Regions from separate parts of the Gossypium hirsutum genome. Here region 1 is linked to region 2. A link is a contact called in public Hi-C data. All regions are on one chromosome and are shown on one strand. Each heading gives the region's core, a stretch centred on a gene start, on an enhancer-like site or on the middle of the called end of the contact. The rest is flanking DNA. Distances are from core to core; before and after follow the strand shown. Region 1 holds the start of LOC107952016 (alcohol dehydrogenase class-P-like). Region 2 has its middle 13 kb from the start of LOC121217033.

What was found. Hi-C and Micro-C count contacts between places; a contact is called where the count stands out from the background.
Region 1: a contact with region 2 is called in a Hi-C map of leaf, with 2.8 times the contacts expected there. The contact joins the promoter of LOC107952016 here to the enhancer-like site in region 2. A contact is called at or near these places in 16 of 34 Hi-C or Micro-C datasets (anther, callus, cotyledon and 5 more).

The regions. Positions count from the first base shown.
Region 1 is chrA02:11,923,305-11,927,185 of Gossypium_hirsutum_v2.1, reverse strand. It overlaps LOC107952016 (alcohol dehydrogenase class-P-like), which reads left to right and starts at 2,321. Exons shown (of 10, transcript NM_001327593.1): 1 at 2,321-2,385; 2 at 2,562-2,698; 3 at 3,060-3,106; 4 at 3,195-3,520; 5 at 3,621-3,703; 6 at 3,805-3,880. The coding sequence starts at 2,352.
Region 2 is chrA02:11,793,051-11,797,010 of Gossypium_hirsutum_v2.1, reverse strand. It overlaps the pseudogene LOC107951515 and the pseudogene LOC107951518. Among protein-coding and RNA genes, the nearest start is that of LOC121217033, 13 kb to the left of the region's middle. Within about 2 kb of position 2,595, at least 7 of the 9 cell types and tissues checked have an H3K27ac peak or open chromatin away from gene starts, as enhancers often do. A contact at or near this core is called in cotyledon, fibers and leaf, where this site is marked.

The DNA of each region.
Region 1 (3,881 bases), core at 1,072-3,571, 130 kb before region 2:
GGATGGCAACGTAAAAAGATACAATCTAACATCGAGAAATTTATGAAGTTCACCATTGGCAAGAGCCAATGTGGAGGATAAAATAAGAACTTTGGCTAAAAATAGATTAGACTCCCAACATCAATATAATCAAAATAATCAGCAATATTGCAGATTCAGGGCTTTGTATAAAACTTTTACTTCTTCAACAGTTATAAACCAATCGACAAAAACAAGTTGAAGTAAGAGAGAGAGAGAGAAGTGTAAAACCTTAGCATCCAAGAAGTAAACATCGGTGTGACATAAAGAAGTGAAGAGTATCTTAATATGGACTTCATCCTTCAGCGGTGGTACCACTTCCACTTCCTCTATTGACAGTGGCTTCCCCGACTCCCATGCTATCGCAGCTGCAATAATACCCCGACCACTGATTAAGCCAAGCAATCGCCGACCATAGACGAATTTTAATCAAAGAAAGAGAAGCATCAAAACCAGCAGAAATTTTGAATTCATTCAAAGTTCGAAATTCAACTTTTTTTTTTATTTTTTCAAGTTGAAACGAATTTTGCTCACCCCTATTACAGAGATTAAGTTGTACCATTTAATAGTAGAGTGACTAATTTAATCTAGTCTCAGCATTTCGTTAGTACATTCACCGAAATTAAAGTATAAATATTAAATCTCAAATTTAAACATAATAGAGAGACTAAAATTGAAATTTAATAATTTTTATAATGTAAAGAAAAAATTCATATAATATATTTTATTATTTTTATGGAGACTTACGTATATAGATCATGCTAGCTTATAGTGTTTGGTCCGTCATGTAACGATGAGAAAAATAGATTGTTATATTAAGCATGTCCTTAAAATTTATTTTTTAATTAAGTGTATATTTTTGTCACACTGAAGAATAAATCAAATGATAGAGACTTCTTTGGGTAGAATAAAGTATAGGATAAAATTAATTTAATTTAAGGATTTTGTTAGTAGTTTAACTAATATTTTATGTAACTCTATGATGAATGACAGTTCCTCCTTTAAAAAATAGTTTATTATAAAAAAAATATGCGACTCATAATAATTTATGTTATAAAAATATTAAAAATTAAAATAAAAATTAAAAATAATTTTGATTAAAATGGTTGAGTTAAAAAAGTGAATGTTATAGTGTTTTAGTATCAAATCCCATTATATAAATAAGGGGACAAGATATTTATATAAAATATACATGTCCAAAGTAGTGGGCCGTGCCTACTTTCAGTAATGTATTTTTAAATTTGAAATAATCTTAGATCACCAGAATTTAAAAAAAAAGTAAAATAAATTAAATGCTCAATTTGTATTAGATATTATAAATATGTAAATTAATTTTTTATCTAATTAATATTTATATACTCTTTATACTTAAATATTACAATTATTAAATTTTATCTTTACCAAATTAATATTTCAATACAACTTTGTATTAATTTAAAAATGTTATTAAATTTATCATTAAAAAAATTACAAACCCTATAAAAGAAATCAAATTTAAAAACTTTTAAAATTTTGAAAGAAATAAAAAAATTATTTTTTTTAAACACTAATTATAATATTAAAAAAATTAAAATTTAAAAGGAACTAATTTTTTTTATAGAATTTGCGTATGAAGCTTTTTAATATATAAGTAAATATAAATTTTGTTTAATAATGTATCCAAAGCTAATGCTTAAATTTTATTTTTGTAAACTAAAAGGGAAACCTAATGAACATAAAGAAAAAGGGGACCTTGGTGATTATTTGATAAAAACCATAAATTTTGGAAATACAGGGTTTTAATGGCAGGTGGTTTTCCAAATCTGTAGGCTGACCCAACTTGATGCCTTCTTGCCCAATCAGGAAAACGATTGAAAACTCTCAATCAGCCGCCCCTAGTTATGGGTTAAACCATTTCAACTCAGCCTAGTCAATCAAAATTCCAACTATAAAAAATAATATTAACATAAAAAATAATTCAAAAATTACATAAATATTTTTTTATCTTAAAAATGATCAAAAATAATTTATTATAACATTAAAAATCATACAATAAAATTTAGGGACATAATATTAATTTTAATTACAAATTGAGAGGCCCGTCCAAAACCACGACAAAAAGGAATACTACCATAGAGAAACCACACACTGATTCGCTTGGCTAAATTGTCATTTGACTGAAGCAAACCATTGGCTTGTGGTTTTGCATATTGGAGTGAGCTGGGATTGGGTTCCGCTATAAATAGTGTCAGTTAGCGTTCTACATTCTTCATCAAGCACGAAAAGAGAAATACACAAGAAAAAAAAACAAGTGATCTGATAAATTGAAGACTTTATTTCTGTTAACATCCATTATGAGTACTGCTGGTCAAGTCATCCGTTGCAAAGGTGATCCATCCACTCTCTCTCTCATATGCGATTGCTTCTGGTTATATGATCACTGTTCTTTGTGGGATTTGGCTTTGAATGTTTTCTGTTGGTTTTGATGCTTCTCTTTCTTTGATTAAAATTCTTTTATGGCTGGCGATTGCTTTGCTAAATCAGTGGTTGTGGTATTATTGCAGCTGCGGTAGCATGGGAGTCGGGGAAGCCACTGTCAATAGAGGAAGTGGAAGTGGCACCACCGCAGAAGGATGAAGTCCGTATTAAGATACTCTTCACTTCTTTATGTCACACCGATGTCTACTTCTGGGATGCTAAGGTTTTACACTTCTCTCTCTCTCTCTCTTACTTCAACTTGTTTTTGTCGATTGGTTTATAACTGTTGAAGAAGTAAAAGTTTTTACAATGCCCTGAATCTGCAATATTGCTGATTATTTTGATTATTTTGATTTTGGGAGTCTAATCTATTTTTAGCCGAACTTCTAATTTTATCCTCCACATTGGCTTTGACCAATGGTGAACTTCATAAAAGGATGATTCTTTTTGATAAATTGCTTCCATTGCTCCCTTCATCCAAGACTACGCAATAAGCATTTGCTTCAGTTTTTTTTTCTCTTAGATTTGATTCTCTGATACTTATCTCTCACATTGTGATTGACAACAATTTTCTCTTCTTGTAGGGACAAAACCCTCTGTTTCCTCGCATACTAGGTCATGAAGCTGGAGGGTATGTATATGTCTGTTTAAATGTTTACAGTTCCTACAATATTATCATTATATGTATACACATTAACCCTTTTCTTTTGAATATTTAGGATTGTGGAGAGTGTAGGTGAGGGGGTGACTGATCTAAAGCCAGGTGATCATGTTCTCCCCATCTTCACGGGGGAATGCAAGGAGTGTCCCCATTGCTTGTCAGAAGAAAGTAACATGTGTGATCTCCTCAGAATCAACACTGATAGGGGTGAAATGATTAATGACGGAAAATCCAGGTTTTCCATTAATGGGAAGCCTATCTACCACTTCCTAGGCACCTCTACTTTCAGTGAATACACTGTTGTCCATGTCGGCCAGGTTGCCAAGATCAATCCTGAGGCTCCGCTTGATAAAGTTTGTGTTCTAAGCTGCGGAATGTCCACAGGTTGGGGACTTGGATTTCATTTTTGTCTTTCCTTTTTTCGGGAGATATAAATGGTGTTAATGACAGTGAGGATGTTCTTGTTTCACTACTTTTATTGCAGGGTTTGGTGCCACTGTGAATGTAGCTAAACCCAAAAAGGGTCAATCCGTTGCAATATTTGGACTAGGTGCTGTCGGTCTTGCTGTGAGTTATTCTTGTCGCATTTATGTTATATGTTTTCTTCCCCTTGGCAACACAAAAAGCGTTAGACTGATTTTTCTGTAATTCTCTGTTCTGATATTTAGGCTGCTGAAGGAGCAAGAGTTTCTGGGGCTTCCAGGATCATTGGTGTCGATTTGAACCCTAGCAGATTCGAACTAGG
Region 2 (3,960 bases), core at 1,346-3,845:
TTGAACACCAAAACAGAATGTGTTTGATATTTATGCATGAATATGTAAATGCTGGTTCGAATATGTATTGGACATGAGTACATTTTCTCTTCCATACAAATATACTAGCAGACAGTAAAGATTGTGATATCTTTAATGTTGCAGGAACTTGAGCTGGATAAATTCATCACACACATTGTGCCCTTCTCAGAGATCAACAAGGCATTTGAGTTGATGCTGGCGGGTGAGGGACTGAGATGTGTGATTCGCATGGATGAATAAGGAATGACTGGCCTGGATTGTTTTGCAAAGAGTGATCAAGGAAATAAATAATGTATGCTATACATGCTTTTGCTGTTTCTAATGGTAAATTGTGTCCTATATTCATGTCTCTCATTCTGCTTTCCTATTGCCCTGGGTTCAACTTGTTGACCCTTACAGGCTTCTTTATTATATATTTCATATGTCATGGATAAATATCATATTCGACAAATGCCAATGTTACTCACTTTCATAAAAAAATAATGTTGCATTGAAATAGAGAAAGAAAAGAAGAAGGTTACAGCATATATGCTACTTTTTGGCATAATTTCGGAGGGCACTTCTCCTACAAGCAATATATTTCTCAAAATCTTATTGAATGCGGAGATCATTGGCGGTCAAGATAGGAAGGGACTTTACTTGAGAATTGAATATGATAACTTAGAAAGTTTTAACATCGAAAGGTCTAATGCAATTAATGCTTCTAAAACTGAAAATTTCATCAGGAATAGGTCCTCTAAATAAAGCACTGAATAAATCAAATTTGATATACTGCCAATACAAACCTCAATCTGTTCGGGTCGGTATTGTTATAAGATTTTAAAAAAAAAAATATTTATTAAAAAATAACAATTTCAGACCCACTAAAATCTAATTTTTATTAAATTTTAAAATATATTGACCCTACTTATTTTATTGGGTCGGTGGTGTTATTTATTTTTTTTAATTTTTTAGTAAAGCCTTTTTAACTTTTTTAGTGTTATTAGTTTTAAAATTTCTACTTTACTTCCAATAAAAGAGAGTAGACGTCAAATTGAATATATGTATGAAGGTAGAGGGCTAAATTTATTATTATAGCTTATATATAAACACCAAAACAAATATTTAATGGTTCAATTTTAATAGAGCTATTTTGCTCACTATTTAGCGTAGAAGGCTAATTTGTCTATTTTTTTAGTAAGGGACTAAAATACAATTCATGATATAATACAAGAGATTTTGTGGTACTTTTACCTAAGATTGGCTTATATACTTGAGTACTTTAGTATTTTTTATAGTAAATTAAACAAACGGTTACTCAATTATTTTCACATTTCTATTTTGTTCACTCAACTTTAAAACTTTTCAATTTAGGCACTAAACTTTATATTCAATCCTGTTTTAGTTACCCATCGTTAAATTGATAACGTAAATAATGACATAGAATTTTCTAATTTAATATAACAACACATTTAGTCATCAATACTTACAAATTCTATCAATTTGATCCTTACACTTCCTAACCAAAACTTTTAAAAAACTTTGCCAATAGAAGCATTCCAAAACCAAAAAAAAAAAAATTCTCCGGTCGTGCAAATATAACATATTTTACAAATTTATTTGTGCAAATATAACATACTTTATGGAGGTTCTTGAGCATTAAACTATATAAGGATTTTAGTTTCTAGATAATTTAAATTCCTACTTTTTTTCTTGTATTTAATGGTTACCCAATTTATTCCATAGCTCAAAGATAGGTTCTTTGCAGTTTGGAAAAACTAAATATATAGAATTTTTGGTTGTTAATTGATTTTATTGTATAAAGAAGAACCGCAACTTTGATGTTAATTATTTTTTATTTTATTAAATTAATTAGTACGTATTGCTAGATTTATGTTTCAGTTTGGTTCTTTGGATTTGGATGTTAAGTGGTGATACAATTGTTTGGCTTTTAAGCAATAATATATTTGCACATGTTATTTATTATATGTTATATTTGTACAATTAGAGGCGGCTTTTTCTTTTTCTTTTTGGGTTTTACAAATTTATAGATATGGAATGCCTTTATTTTAAAACTTGAAAGCTTTGATTAGAAAGTTTGATGATCAAATTGATAGAATTTGTAAATGTGAAGAGTTAAATTTATTGAACATTTTAGAATTAGAGTCAAATTGATAGAATATACAAGTATTGAGAACTAAATGTGTTATTATATCAGTAAGAAAAAGATTATGTCTATCATTTTTGTTATCAATTTAAAAAACATGTGACTAAAACAAGAATGAAACAAAATTTAATCCTTAAATTGAAAATTTTTTAAATTGAATTCACCATAACGTAAAAATAAACATTTATATTCTTTACTTATTTTGTACAAGCAAATAATTATATTTAATAAAGAAGGGTTTTTATTTTATTTTTGTGAATTATAAAGCCAGGGTTATAAATAAGGTTTTTTTAATTCTTTGTTGGATGAGAAAACACTAAATCAAGCTTCTCAATGTTCAGTATTTGAATCAAAAAGGGAGTCCAGCACATGACTTTGAAGGATAATTCAACCTAGGAGAAGGACCCACACATGACTCTGAAGAGCTGGGTTTTCAAATTTCCCCAGATATTTACAGGTTTGATTCACAATTATTACCCAAACTATCATACAGTCCATAAATTTGTTTTCCACCATTCTATTTTCTCTCTCCATCCAATCTCCCTTGTCCATTTCTTGCTTTTATCTCTTCTTCTTCCATGTCTCCTCAACCCGACCCATGCCTGACCCGATTTGTAGTATCTGCTGGCGAATCCATTCCTTTTTCTTTCACTTCCGGAGAAAACAAGTGCTGAGGAAACGCCTCTTGCTTCTTATTCTGGTCTCCAGATCAAGCGTTTGTTTTCTCTTTTGAATATCCGATTTGAGTTTTTGGATGGGGGAAAATTATAACGAGTTGAAAAAATCAACGGCTTCACAAACCGGTCTAACCTACGTTGTTTTGGGCTGGGTGATGCTATACATCGACGACCCGGAGGACCAGAACGCCGTTTCCCTCGTTTGTCGTCGTTGGTACGAGCTCCACGCGTTGACACGTAAGCACATAACGATTACGCTTTGTTACACGACGAGTCCCGAACGGTTGCGGCGGCGGTTCCCACACTTGGAATCGTTGAAATTGAAAGGAAAACCTCGGGCGGCGATGTTTGATATGATACCGGAAGATTGGGGAGGGTACGTAACGCCGTGGTAAAGGAAATAGCCGAGAATTTGGCTTGCTTGAAATCGGTGCATTTTAGGAGGATGATCGTTAATGATTCAGATTTGGAAGTATTGTGTAGGTCTAGGGGGCAAGTTTTGCGGTGTTTGAAGCTTGATAAATGCTCTGGTTTTTCTACTGATGGACTCTTGCACGTTGGAAGATTGTGCCGGTAGCTTTCTTATTCTTTTTAAACATATTTCAATATGTGAATTCATATGCTTAAACTAATACTTGGTTTTAATGTAATATTTTTTTATATATTCATATATATTTTTATTTTTCACCCTCAAACTTTTAAAAAATTTCAATTTAACTTATATTTTAAAAAGATTTAATTTTTTTTACGAAAATAACTAAAAGATTACATTTTTAAACATATAGATTTTGATCATATTTGATTTTTTTGATAGAATGTCTAAAACATAACATCGCTCAACCCATAAATAAGAGCATAATACATCTCAACGCTTCTCAAACTCACACCTTCTTAGCAACAACGTTCATGCCAATTAAACTAAAACTCAATTGATATATCTTTTAAAAATTTTAAATTATTTACATATAAAACAAATAATGTTATGTCAGTATAAAATATACATAGACTATATCATACATTGTCACACCAACATCGATAAGAAAAAATTAATGACTTCATCAACATTTTCTTTAAAAAAATGATTTAACTTTTTTTACATATAAAAAAAATAAAGAT